Regions from separate parts of the Gossypium arboreum genome. Here region 2 is linked to region 1. Evidence: chromatin contacts called from public Hi-C data. All regions are on one chromosome and are shown on one strand. Each heading gives the region's core, a stretch centred on a gene start, on an enhancer-like site or on the middle of the called end of the contact. The rest is flanking DNA. Distances are from core to core; before and after follow the strand shown.

Region 1 (7,356 bases), core at 3,362-5,861:
AAGCTATGTGTGCACATTTTCTCTACCTAAACACAAAAGGCACTATTACTATTAATCTAAAGAAAGTATTTAACCAATCTGTTTCTAAAAAAATATTGCTATGTACCGAAAAACAAAAGGTAAAAGAAAGAGAGATCCAAGCATTTAAAACTCTAGAAATTGAATGGACATAAAAAGCCAAAGAAAGGAAAAGGATCTAACCTTGGAGCACCCCTTCGCTGAATGTAGAAGAGAACAAGGAAAATAGAAGTTAATCAGATAAAAAAAGAAAATGTGCCCTTTACTGTATTTGGAGAGATGAAGATGAAGGGCGAATGGATGTTTGACTTGATTTGGGGATAAATGTTGAAGAAGAAATCTAGAGAGAATTTTGGGAAAAAGAGAGGCAGGCTATTTTGGTCTAAAAATGTGAAAATGTTATTACAGTTCTGGCGTTGAATAGCAATTCAGACCTCCAACCCCTGAATGGCTATTACAGTAGCTGAGGGAATAAGGGTGCAATAGCCATTCTGTGGAATCACTTAAATTGTGAAACAAACTACTGCTTTACTGTAGCGCGCGGAATAGTGACGGAATAGAATAGCAATTCCATCCAACCAAACATGCTGTTATAATATCCACCCCACTGAATGTGAACCATCATTACCATCTACTTTTATGTTATATCAATCTTTTTACCAACTTTTGTTATATCTTTTTTCTCTTAGATTCTTCCCCGTCCTTCTTGCGTAATATTTGCCTTCACCATTTTTTTTACTTCTTTCTATTTTCTTTTTCATTTGAATGATTAATTCTTTATTTATCTTCGTAAAACTTTATTTCATTAGAAAAAGAAAGATCTGAATTGTGTTATGCATCCGACACAATAAAAAAAATTGTATCTGAATCAAATTAACTCGAGATAAAAAATTAGTATTTGGTACACTAGTAGTATAAATATTTTTATTCTACAAGTAATTTTAAAATTTGTTGTGTGTTTTTTATAAAATATTTATATTTTATTATTTTATTATATTATTATAGGACACTTGTCAATCTCTTGACTCTATTTGTAGAGTTTAAAACTCTACTCACAAATTACCAAATAATTTCCTTAAAAATTGGTATAAATATACAATAACATATTTGGATATTATTATTTTATATTTTCATAAATTTATGTAATTAAACTACTAAATCTTTTAAACTTATTGAGTGTTTTTCCGCGTGCCCCTTCAAATGGGTTAACTCTGTGTATTTCTATGATACGATCATTGTTCATAGATGTTGCATACTAGGTAGGTTTCCATGCATGATGACACGTATTCTACCTTAGGGTTAACATGTGTATACTTAAAGTAGGTTCGCACCATGTGTAGGCAAACCCATATTGTGCGTCCTCATCTTGTGCTCGCCTATGTACGAACCCATACAGAGTGCAGATCAGGACCCGAAGGACTAGTGGGTCAGTAGGTTGATAATAGTTAGTATCATAACAATTGTTGCACCAAATTGTTGAGTGTTTCTCTGTGTGTCTCTTCAAATGGGTTAACTCTGTATATTCATATAATATGAACATTGTTCATAGATGTGACATTTTAGGTAGGTTTTCATGCATGATGACACGTACCTTACCTTAGTGTTAATACGTGTATACTTAAAGTGGGTTCACACCATGTGAAGTAGTAGTGGAGCTAAAGGGGGCAAGCAGGAGCCCCAGCCTCCTTTAAAATAGAAAATTTTCTATTTAAGCCATTTATAATTTATAAAATTTTAAATTAGTAATGGTAAAAATACACTTTGGCCCCCCAAATAATAAAAATTTAATTTAATTATTTAAAAATTATAAAGATATAGTCTATTAAAATGGTAAAATTGTATTTTTACGATTGTAAAAATATATAATTTAATTCCGGGCTCCCCAGATTTTTTTCTTTGCCTCCATCACTGAAGGCAAACCCATATTACGCATCCTCATTTAGTGCTCGTCCATGTGCAAGCACTATGCATATGCGAACCCATACAAAATACGAGTCAAGACTCGACAGACTAATGAGTTAATGAATTAATAATAGTTAGTATCATTACAAAACTTATTTAAAAATTTCTTTTATAATAAAATATCAAGAAAAAGAAGAGATGGGGGAATTGCACATTTCACAAAAGCTGCTAACAATATCCCGAGCAAATTTTAAACCATGAAACGTTATATATATTCAAAGAAAAAATTATAGGAATTTGGTACGAAAAGTTTAATGTTGAGAAAATTATCGATGATTAGATATTTTTAAGGCCATAAAAACTTATTTTTTTAAAAAAAAAATCATAATTTCGAGTATGTTTTTCAACCAGATCTACTATAATTACATTTGCAACTACATCTACTTATGAAGTATGAATAAAATTGAATGAAGCAGCAAAAGTTTGTCTCAATAATTATTGAAGACAATGAATTTGAAGTTGTCCTAGGAAGAATAAGACTTAGGAAGATGCCTTGATGAATGTTATTTAGTATTGAGTTTATGAAAAGAGTAAATTATTTATTTGATAAGAAAGATTTGTATGAAATTATAATTTTATATTATTTTTATTTCTTTTTAATAAGAGTAAATTATTTATTTATAAGCTTATATTTGAAAACATGCTGTTTTATCAATTTATAATGTTATTGAAATAATACATTTTAATACATTAATTTTATTTTTATCTTATTTTAAATATAATAATTTTTAAAAGAATAACTTATTTATACTTAAATCAACATATAGATATTAATTTTTTAATTCAAATTCAAAAGACAAATTATTTGAATAGATTGATTTAGTATTTGAATATGTTAAATATGTGAAATGATTAAGTAATTTTTTTTGAAATATTTAGAAGATAATAGAAATTTAAATTTAAAAAAAAGAATTCAAATAATTACCATCTAAAAATAGAAAATCTATGGATTGGTGTTTGATTTCAAGCATTTCCATGAGAGAGATTGTTATAAAATTAAAGAGGGCCTTGGAAAGAGTAGATTTTCCTTTTTGGTGTCTGTCACGTGGCAATGCATCCTTGTCACATGACTTCATGGAGCTCACCACTTCTCTTGGTCTTCTTTTAAGCTTAACTTTGAGATAAGAATAAAAATATATTATTAATAAAAAGAAACCGTTAGCTAGCAGACTTTTCAAGGCAAGGCAACAAATTAAGTTTTGTTTTGTTGCAAGACAAGAATATTTAAAAATACTAATAGGTCGGTACATCTCCTTTCATTGTTAATAATATTATTACAATTGAATTAAGATTCAATTGATATAATAATAATATTAAAATAATATAAATAGTGTTTAAATTTAAATTATGAAAATAGTCACATTAAATATAAATAATTAATTAATAGATAATATTATAATAATATCTATACTATTTATTAAATATTTTACTGAGTTTGTGTCACTTCTAATCAAGTCATTAATTCAATTAGAAAATTACATAAATGTCTTTTCATAATCAAAATAGGTTATACTATTTGAAGGCATTTTGTGTTTTCATTTCATTTTAACAAAAACTAATTAAAATATTATTTAAACCTTCGACAATTGAATTAATAAATCTTAAATTTACTATTCAATCAAAGCTTCATTTTAATGTATATATTATATGTATATATATATATTTAACATAATCTCCATTAGTTGTATATATCGATAATATTGTTAATTTAGTTGGTGTCACAAGTCAACTTGATATTAACTCATAATTGTTGACAAAATCATTATAAATAATTGTAGTGCAACTAGTATTATTTATTTGATATATTTATGTGTTTAAATTTTATTTTACTTACAATTTAATCTTTTTTATTTTAACCTTGTACATTTTTCATATATTATTACAATTAATTAATTTCAAACCATACATTTCTTTATTCATTGTATGTTATTTTAGATACACAATTGTTTTAAATATGTGATTTTCGGATAGGATTTCTAATTTTCTTAGAAGAATAGAATTAAAATAATGTCGAACAATAATTATTAAACTTATATTTATAACAAATTACTATAATACTCATAAGAATAAAATATTAAAAATAATATAATTAAATATACAAAGAATAAAAATGCAAATAAATAAAACATATTTAAATAATTGATAAAAGAAACAAAATCGTAATTAAATATTTAGAAGTTTATAGTCAAATATATTATACATAATTAATATGGTATTTAAATGCATAAATTATGTTTTCCCTTTTCTTTTATCAAGATAGATAAAAGGAAAGAATTGTTTAAGTTTGAAATTGATTCCTAATATATAATATATTGAAATATTCAATAAATTAGTAATATTCAACCTAATTTTATATTATTATTTTTGGTAACCCCAAATTTTTATTTCCATTCTACATATAAAACTCAAAACCCAAAAAGATTTCTTAAAAGGTGAACCGAGAAAAGTTAAAAAGTGCTGAAGTTTGCACGTTAAAGACAAATAAATCCTCCATGTATCTGACAAAGAACATTTTGTTTAGAGTAAATTATCCAACTCTCGAAGGAGTTTTCTGTAATTCTAATACTCCCAACAGAAGAAAATTATTATGTGAAAGGGCTTTCTTAACGTGTTAGAGTGATCTATGTTGTATCAACTCAAGTCTTAAATATTGGATAAAACTTTTCGTTACTTAAACAATGGCAGCAGCAGCTCCTATATATTCCTAATCTCTATATACTATATATCCATTTTTGTATGTATATATACAGAGAGTGTGGTATTTAAGACAAGCTCTCACTGTTTCTATTTATTTATTTTTCTCTCTAAACATCAAATCTTTTGAAAAAGACTAGTCTGGTTTGATTCTTGAGACGAAGCTTAAACCATGAAGCTTTTGTTTTTAGTTCTTGCAATAACCCAATGGTTCATTTCTCGAGTCTAGTGCTTTTGTAAGTAGGGGGGTTTGGGGGGGGGGGGTTTCTATATGGATTTTGGGGTGGTGGGTTTGGAGGGTATTGTGGGTTCAGAGACTAGTACTGGTTTTACTTTGGTTGCTTCAGAATCTGAGACAAAGCAGAAGTTGTATGGATCTGCGTTTCTCAAGCAAAAGAGATCTGGCAGTAATGAAGATGACTGGAGGAGTTCAAAGCTGGCCAAATTTGATGATATTTCAGCCTCCAAGGCAGTGCTGTCCCAACACAGAAATACTTTATTTCGATCTAATACCTCTATCTTCTTTGATGGACAACAACAGCAGCAAATGCTGAGCTTTTCTGCTCCCAAATTAGAAGCTCTTTCAATGGGGAGGAGTTCCCAAAATGTCATATTCCCTTACTTTCATCTCACATCACCAGCATGTACTAGAAATACAGGTATATATATATATTGGGGGGGATTGTTAATGATCTATTCAACAACATTTGTGGAAATGAAATACAGCATGCTTGTGAGTTGCAACCAAGGATCAGACATGTTTTGTTTTTGGTTTTCTGATTTGAGTTTCTGGTGAAGGTTCTTTTCATGGAAATCTAAGAGTGGTGTTGTGTTTTAGAGTCTTGTCAATCATCTTCCTGATTTAGGGGTGAAAAATATTTTTGGTAATAATCCAAACAATGAGCAAGGGAAGGAAAGAAGAACATTTGTGCAAGAAGGAAAGAATAATAGTGGAGAGTGAGAGAATCAAATGGTCCATCTTTTGATTGTTTTGGGGTTATTCTTATGTTTCCTTTTTGTTATCTTTACCTTTTCCCCCATCTTCCTTTTATGTAATGTTTGCTTGTTGTTTCAAAGGCCACAAATCCATCACTCAAATGTTGCAGACAAGTTTATGATTTCTGGATTAACTTGCCTTCACCACTTTCTAAACAGTCCCTTTTTCCCTTTTTTCTCTTAAGAGGAAAATCTAAAAACTTTTTCATTTCCACTATGCTGCTTTGATAGCCTTGAAAGTTTTTGGCTTTTCTGTCTTCATATGTTTTCTTTTTGTTCCGTCTTTTTTTGATGGTGCAGTCTTTTTGTTTCAGGCTACAATACTGGAGGATTTAATGGTGCAAATATGAATGGTGGACCATTCACTTCATCTCAATGGATGGAGCTAGAACATCAGGCTTTGATCTATAAATACATGACTGCAAATGTGCCAATACCATCAACTCTTCTCATTCCTATAAGAAAAGCCCTTGATTCTGCTGGTTTCTCTAGCTTTTCTGGTGGACTCCTCAGACCCAATACATGTAAGTTCCTGTCTCTTGGAGAAGTAAGAAAATCAAAACTTTTTCCTTTGTTTTTTAACTGTTCATGTAATTTGTATCCAAACGCAGATTTAACTAAGTACATTTTCTTCTGTTTGTTAGTTGTAGTGCATTTTTTTTTTGTTTGTTAATCTGTTTTGTTCACAAGGGTGTTCCATTTATTTGTTCTTGGGGTGTTTTCCAGCAGTGGGATGGGGAGCTTTCCATCTTGGGTTCTCAAACAACACTGATCCGGAGCCAGGACGGTGTCGTAGAACAGATGGAAAGAAATGGCGGTGCTCAAGAGATGCGGTTGCCGACCAGAAGTATTGTGAGCGGCATATGAACAGGGGCCGCCATCGTTCAAGAAAGCCTGTGGAAGGTCAATCCGGACGTTCCACCGCATCCACCACCACTACTACCACCAAGCTGATGCATTCTGTCTCGTTCTCTTCAGCATCAGTGGTAGGGCCAAACGGTGGAAACGGTGAGTCCAACAGCCTCACCATTGCACAGCAGCAGACTGCTGGTGAATCAAATCTTTCGCACTCTGGTCCACTAAACAGGTGATACGATAATCCTCCCAGCATACTTGTAATTAACATATATCGGTATTTGACGAACTAGCCATTGATGGATTCAAAATCTATTGGTTACTTTCTGCAGGTGGCTTCTGAATAAAGAAAGCATTGGTGAAAGAATGCATGATACTGCTCCTGGGAATGAGTTTGGAGTTGTTTCTTCTGAGTCACTCCTTAACCCTTCCCACAAAAGCTATTCCCTCATTAAGTGCATTAATTTTGGCTGTTCTCAAGATCTTGATAGTCAAGAAACCGAATCACATCGATCAGTTCGCCAGTTCTTTGATGGCTGGCCTAAAACCCAGTCCGACTGCTCTTCCATTTTCTTGCCTGAAGCTGATGTTCAATCAGACCGGACTCAGCTTTCCATTTCAATGCCGATGGCGCTCTCGGATTTCATGTCCTCTACTTCGTCACCCAACAATGAAGATGTAACTCATTCACCTCTGCAATTATCGCGAGAACTTGACCCTATACAGATGGGATTGGGAGTAGGCAGTGTTGGTAATGAAACAAACTGGAGGCAAGCGAATTGGATCCCCATCTCTAGGGAGACTTCCATGGGCGGTCCTCTGGGTGAGGTA
Region 2 (7,356 bases), core at 1,924-4,423, 390 kb before region 1:
TTTCTTTTGAATTTTAAAATTTTAGAAATAAAATAATAAAAACTCTTTAAAAATGATTTTAAAAATATAAAAATTTTCAAAATATATCTAAACTGGACCGGACTAGGATATCGGTCTAGTGAGAGGTAAAAAACTCATTGACCTACAAATTAATATGATTTGGTTGAATCGGGCTAAAAAATCAATTGAACTATCAGTTGAACTAACAGTTGAACTGGTTTTGAACTAACTTGGTCAATTAGATCCCTGGACAACCAATTCAACCGATTCAAAGCAAAAAAATTATTAAAAAATTAAAAAAAATAAGATTATAAAAATTAGTTCTACTACCAATTCAAATGGTTTTTTAGCTTGGTTTAAATCAAATAAATTATTAAAAATATTGAAAATAAAAATTGTTTCAACAGCCAATTCAAATGGTTTTTTAACCCTATTCAATCAATTTGGACTAATTTACGAGGCAACTAGTTTTTACTTCTCACTAGATCGATGCCCTAGTTCGATTGGTATCGACATTATTACCAATGTAGAAGGAAGTGAGTTTAAGTGCATTTAAAAGCGCGTTATCCTCCTATTTAATGATTGAGGAGGAGTTGCAAGTAGTTGTAGTTATTGTATAAAAAAACACAATGCAGACACATTTTTTATAAATTGAATCAATATAATAAATTATGCAAAATACGAAAAAACTTAAAGACAACACGAATATAAAAATTATTTTTTAAAATTGTGTTGCTATAATAAATTATATAAAATAAAATACAATAGCAAATACCATAAACACAACTCGTACCAGAAGTTTTTAAGATGTGAACATTATATATAAGTTTATAATACACTTAACATATGGATATAACAAGAATATGATATAGAAATAATATGGATATTTTATAAACAGGGGACGAGAAACATGACATAAAATTAAATAATTAAAATAATTATAATTTTGAAAAAATAAATATATTTATGCATCAAAATTTACTGTAACATGCAAAATTATTTCTGAATTCTAAAATTATAATCTCATGTTTAAAATAAAAAACCAGATTGGATTGTCAAGACCTGATTCGAATAGGAAACAAACCTACATTTTTGTCTAAATGGAGGGATTAACTGCCTAAGTTGATGGGAAATATTTCCCCAATGGAACTGGATTTTGAGTGCACAGATTTGAGTATTTGGAAAGAAGCTCTCTCCTCCTACAAATCTCGAATCCAATCTCTAAACAAGCCTAATTTGATTTCTCTCGACCAATTTTACACCCACGAACTTCCCTCTCTTCTCCGCCAACGAAACCCTAACCCTTTCATTACCACCGCCGAACTCTCCCGCCTTATGCAATGGAAGCTCACTCGCGGCAAATGGAGGCCTCGTTTGTTAGACTTCGTTTCCTCTTTGGACGACTCTTCCGTCCAATCCGTTTCTCAAAAGGCTTTCCTCTCCCTTCCCGACATCTCCAAAGCCATCTCCGAGCTTACGGTTTTGAAAGGAGTCGGCGCCGCTACTGCCTCCGCTGTTCTCGCCGCCTACGCTCCTGAAACGGCGCCGTTTATGTCCGACGAGGTAACTGCCTCTCCAATCTTTCCTTTATTGGTTTTTTATTTGATATGACTTTTAATTTATATTCAAGGCTATGTTGGCTGCGGTTGGAAGCTCCAAAGATTATTCGTTAAAACAATACTTGTTATTTGTGGAAAAACTAAAAAGCAAATCTAAGGTTGGTGAGATTCCTTTCTATCCTATTAGAGTTATTATTGTTGTTCTTTTGGCATGATCCTTACCTGTATTTAGTCTTGATGATGATGATCAATGTTGTGCAATTAAAATATGCTAGTAACTTTCAAGTTAGTATAATGGCAGTTTAATAAGAAATATTTAAAAAATACTTAGCTTTTTGCAGATGGTATCGATTAGGCTTTGAACTAGTTAACTTTTACTATTTAAGATGTTGATCTTTTTTCTTGTGGAGCCTGTTGGAAGTTCAATTTTGTACATTTTAGGTGGAACTTAGTTTCCATTGACTAAATCTCTTTCATTTTCATGTTCTGAAGTTCGTTTCCATTTTCCTTTTGCTTATTTTGATTGAGCACACACTTTGCATGGTTCCCCAAAATGGTGTTTGCAGGGGAAATTACTTGACAATAACATAGTTTCGGGAGTCAGGACCACAAGTGTTCTTTCTTTCTTTTCCTGAACTCATTGTTTTCAGAGTTGATAGCTGGTCAAGGGTCGCTTTATATTGTTCTGAAGCTTCATTGTTGTCTCACTGAATTTGTAGCTTTCTGATGCCAGTCTTATTGTTTTGTTTCTATTGAATGTTTTATGTTGTTGATAGGTGATCCTTAATCCGTCTCTAGTTTTCCTTGTTTCTGATTCTTGGCTAATTGCGTTTTGACCGGGCAACGCTATCATATTCCTTAAGGAACAACAAGGCAACTCTAGTATTCTCTAATTGTTAATATCCACTGGAACCTTTGCCCATTGTATGTCTGTTTGAAGAACTTATTCAATCAGTGTAGAAGCCACTGAAGTTTTGGCTATACTGCTTATGACCTAAAATTAATAGCCTACCAGTGATAAAATTGATTAAGGAAAGATGTGAATTCTTGATGTTGACAAGTGATAAGCTTTTCACTTCGTCCTCAGTCTGTGCCCCTTCTACGTACCTTTGTTGGCTTTATTCATAGGCTAACAAAAATATTTTCTCATAATGTAATGCATGTTGTTATGGGGAAGGATCAATTAATCATTCATCTATGTGCCTGATCCAGGAAATACCTTTCCGAAAAGGATGATCTATGTTTCTTATTACAGGAACTAAGTTCAATGGGTGACTTCTTCAGACCTTCAGATGTAGAAAGGGCTTTGTGGAGTTCAGCTGTAGGCGTAAAGTTGCAGTCTTCACAGACAGCTCCGGACAAGAAGATCAAGGGAAGCAACAAAAGAAAGAGAAAACATTGAATTATCTATGTGCAAGATGATGGAAACTTTTGTGAGTTCTAACATGGCCAAGTATTAATCTTGTTTACTTGATACTAACACTTTATCAATGTGATGTTGTGCCTTGGTCATATATCTGGCATACATGCATGGAATGCAGCCTGAAATACCTTGTGTTGGATTTAACTGTTTTAGTATGGTTAACCCTCTGATATTAGTTAAATATTGACAGTAGCACAGTACCATGCTATGGCACCTTGCATGAAGTTACTTTGAGAAAATGTCAGAGACCCAAGTTATATGATGAAACCCTTGATCCATCTTTAACTTACGAGGTAATTTCAGTCCTTTTTTCCCCTACTTTATGGATGGTAATTTGCTTGTGGGTGGAATGGTAAAGTGCAGTGCAGGTGCTTTAGATTCAAACCACAGCGTTGTTGAAAGCTAGGTGAACGTACCACCCGGGTTTGGTACTTGAATTAACTAATTAAAGGGACCACGTTAGGCATTATTAACCCACCCACAAGCAAATTAGGGTTGGCCGAAGGACAATGGTCCATTTATGGACTCTTTAATGGTTAGCCTAGCTGTTGCAAACTGAAAGCTAAAAAAGGCTCTCAAATGGCAGAAAAAACATAATTTACACCAATGAAATTCTCGTTTTCTTGGTAAAACAAAATGTAATTTAATAATTGAACCAAAAAAAAAAAAAGAATGCAGTTTTACTATAACAGAAAGAAGTAACAGGAAGGTTTAATAAAATTTCCATTTTGAGCAACCAAAAGCTTGGTTTTTTTTTTTTTTTTTTCATGTAGGGAGATGAGGTCATTGGTTTATAGGTGTCAAGTCGCCATTCGCTTTCCTTGTACTTCCCGTAACCGTTGTGTTATTGGAGCCTTTCCCTTTCGATCTATAAAATTACACCAAAAAGAAAGGCCGTGACGGACGAAATCTTCAAAGCCCAAAGGACCCTCTCTCGCTGGCTGCGTTTCTATTTTCTGGAAACTTTCACGGTAGTTACACGTGTTCGCAATTTATCGTCGGGTCACTTCCCGCGTGAAGACCTTCCCGACTCGGGACTTGCTATCATCTTCAAAAACTTCCTAAGTCTCTTCTTCTTGAACGGCCTCATTCAACGGCTTTAACCACCAAAGTGATGAAAATGAATATTATGCCCTCCTTCTCAGACAGTAAACACCGACGGAGTCCCCGAGGAGAGGCTCTCCTCCCACAAAAGCAGGGCTACCGAGTACTCGAGACTCCCGAAGCCGGCTTTGATGGGGCTTCAACTTCAGGAGCCATTTTCAACCTCTCGACCACAGTTGTGGGAGCCGGTATCATGGCGCTCCCAGCCACCGTCAATCAGTTGGGCCTAATCCCGGGTCTATTCGCAATCATATTCGTCTCTATGCTAACGGGATCATCCATCGATAAGATACTTAGGTTCAGTCGAGCCTCCAAGTCGGCCACGTATTCAGGCGTTGCCGCTGACGCTTTCGGTGGGACCGGCCGTAACATCCTTCAGGTTTGCATCGTCATCAACAATTTGGGCATGCTTGTGGTTTACATGATCATCATAGGTAAGTTTGAAACCCTCCCCCAAAAGAAAAAAAAATTAAGCTTCGTGGAACGACTAATTGCCCTTCGATCACCTCTGAATTTGAATTGATTGCAGGTGATGTGTTGTCGGGGACATGGGAGGATGGGTTCCACCACAAGGGAGTTATGGAAGAATGGTTCGGTGAACACTGGTGGACAACGCGTTCGGCTTTGCTCATGTTCACCACGCTCTTCGTTTTCGCACCTTTCATTTCATTCAAACGCGTTGGTAACTAACTCACTCCTCAAAAATTCTAAATTGCTGCTATACTTTTATTGAATGCTTGTTGTTTTTCGTGATTTTAGATTCATTGAGATACACATCGGCATTGTCAGTTGGTTTCGTGATTGTATTTGTGGCAATAACAGCGGGAGTTACCATTGTTAAGTTGATGGAAGGGAAAATCGAAATGCCTCGTTTAATGCCGAAACTTGAAAACCAGGCATCGTTTTGGAAGCTTTTCACCACTGTTCCTGTTCTAGTCACTGCTTATATATGCCACCATAACGGTAAGTCATCAGAGATTGATTCCTTCTACACTTCTAAGTATTTATTATCATAATTTGGTTTTGTTTAGTTGTTGGTTCAAGTTGATTATCTTCCAATTTGTACCAAATTAGTTGCATCTTTGAGTTGATTGAATGCTTTAACGGTAAGAGATGCTTAATGTACCTGTTGATACCTAAAACTCTGCGAAGAACAAGTAATCCATTTATGGTTCAACATTACATAGAATTACAAATATGATGCGCTATTGTAACAAAAGTTTTCTCTGAAATAAGTGTTCCAACAACTCTCCTCCTTACATGGCAAATATTGTTAAAATTTTAATATATGCTTGTTTATATGACAATTGATCAACCCTTTTGTTTTTATCTTTTTCCTTTTGTCTTGGATACACCTGTGCAGTACTCCCAATAGCGAATGAACTGAGAGACCCTACACAGATGAAGTTAATTGTTAGGAAGTCCCTCATGTTTTGCTCTTCTCTCTACATTGCCACCAGCTTCTTCGGATTAGTTCTGTTTGGAGATCATATTTTGGATGATGTGCTTGCCAATTTTGATGGTGATCTTGGAATTCCGTATAGCTCGTTGCTCGATGACTTGATCAGAGTGAGCTACGGGCTTCACTTGATGCTTGTTTTCCCAATTGTGTTTTTCTCCCTTCGTCTCAACGTAGATGGTCTTTTATTTCCATATGCCATTCCTATTGCCTTTTCCGAAAAGAGGTTCTTCTCAATGACAGTAGCTCTTATGGGTTTTATCTTTATGGGAGCCAACTTTATTCCTAGCATCTGGGATGCCTTCCAGTTCACTGGTGCCACCGCCGCAGTTTGTGTTGGTTATATCTTTCCAGCTGCCATCACCCTTAGGTAAAGTAATAGATGTTTTGTTGAATTCAGTGTCAAATGAACTTTCATGCAACCCCTTGTTAGATGGTGTAGTACTATATATGTTTATAACAGAGTGCACCAGACATTAAAACTAGTATTGAAGATTAGCTACTGGGTTCTTTATGCAGGGACATGGAATTGCAACAAAGAAAGATAGACTAATATCATGGATGATGATATTTCTTGCCGTCTCAACAAGCACGGTGGCTGTGACAAGTGACATTTATGGCATTTTAACAGTTGACAAAGGAGTTATAACCTGATTCTATCGAGGTGTCCGTTTATATATATCCAGTGTTCCGGGTGCAGTGCACTGTTGGAAACCAGAGCTAATGGGCAAGGAGACGATCTGGGTTCTATTCATGCGGTTTACCCTCAAAGCTAACTTGACAAATAGGGGATATGTTTTATATGAGCTTGCTGGGAATAAAGTGAGTTTTCCAGCGTGTCATGAGGTTTGATATGACCTTTTCGATGAAATTCAAGGTGATTTAGCTGTTAGTTCTTGGTCCTTTAGGTGGGTAACAAATAGGAAAATTTTATTGATTGATTATTCATGATCTAAATTTAATTGAACGTGTTTCTCATTATGTAATCAAACTAAATTCTTACCGTTGCATGGGTTACTGTATTATTATTATTTTTTGAGAAGTTAAAGTTACAATTTGCTTAAAAGTAGATGTATTTTTCGTATATTTGGATTTTTATTCGAATTTATTCTTTACTTTTCAAAGTAAAAATTTAAGTCTATTTATTAACACTATTAAAAATTTTTGTTGAATTTACTGGCAAAGCATCTCGAAATTTAAAAAAAAAAAATTCGTTTGGTATCCATATAAAAAAAAAACATTATAATGGACATCAATTTAATAAAGAATTCTAATAGTGCTAATAGTTCTTAAAATTGATATCATCATTCTAATTAGAATAAATAATTTAGATTAGTTAATGACATTATAAAAGTTAAGATATCAAATTATGTCAAAATTAAAGTATATGGATTAAATCTCAAATTTGAGCAAAATATAGTAAATTGTCCATAGGCGGGCCACCCGGTCCATCTAGAAGATCTGCCTAAAAAGTAAGAGGGTTTAGGCAAAAATATAGGCCTGAAAAATAGGCTTGGACAAAAAAATAAGTCTCGTTTGAAAAACAAGTTAAGTCTCGGGTAAGATTTTTTGGCTTAAGCCTAGCCTGAATTTGTAAAAAAAAAAATTATGTTGTTTTATTGTCATTTTACTATTATATTGCTACATTTTGTTGTTATTATTTGAATATTGTATAACTTTTGATTTATTGTTAATTTTAATATTATTTTAGGAACATTCACTTGTTAAGTTGCATCTATTTTAGTGTTATTTAAGTATAAATTTTTTAATTTATTTTAATTTTTAGAAAATATTTATTTTAATTTTTAATC

The links. Hi-C and Micro-C count contacts between places; a contact is called where the count stands out from the background.
Region 2: a contact with region 1 is called in a Hi-C map of leaf, with 4 times the contacts expected there. The contact joins the promoter of LOC108476377 here to the promoter of LOC108474554 in region 1. A contact is called at or near these places in 2 of 5 Hi-C or Micro-C datasets (both in leaf).

What each region holds. Positions count from the first base shown.
Region 1 is chr3:117,484,589-117,491,944 of ASM2569848v2, reverse strand. LOC108474554 (growth-regulating factor 1-like) reads left to right here and starts at 4,611. Exons shown (of 4, transcript XM_053026219.1): 1 at 4,611-5,333; 2 at 5,985-6,194; 3 at 6,397-6,757; 4 at 6,858-7,356. The coding sequence starts at 4,946.
Region 2 is chr3:117,874,898-117,882,253 of ASM2569848v2, reverse strand. It overlaps LOC108476377 (amino acid transporter AVT6A-like), which reads left to right and starts at 3,173. Exons shown (of 6, transcript XM_017778584.2): 1 at 3,173-3,275; 2 at 3,756-4,520; 3 at 4,616-4,768; 4 at 4,846-5,049; 5 at 5,450-5,915; 6 at 6,065-6,611. The coding sequence starts at 4,097. The coding sequence ends at 6,098. It overlaps LOC108476378, which reads left to right and starts at 856. Exons shown (of 3, transcript XM_017778585.2): 1 at 856-1,563; 2 at 1,631-1,717; 3 at 2,815-3,163. The coding sequence starts at 1,126. The coding sequence ends at 2,961.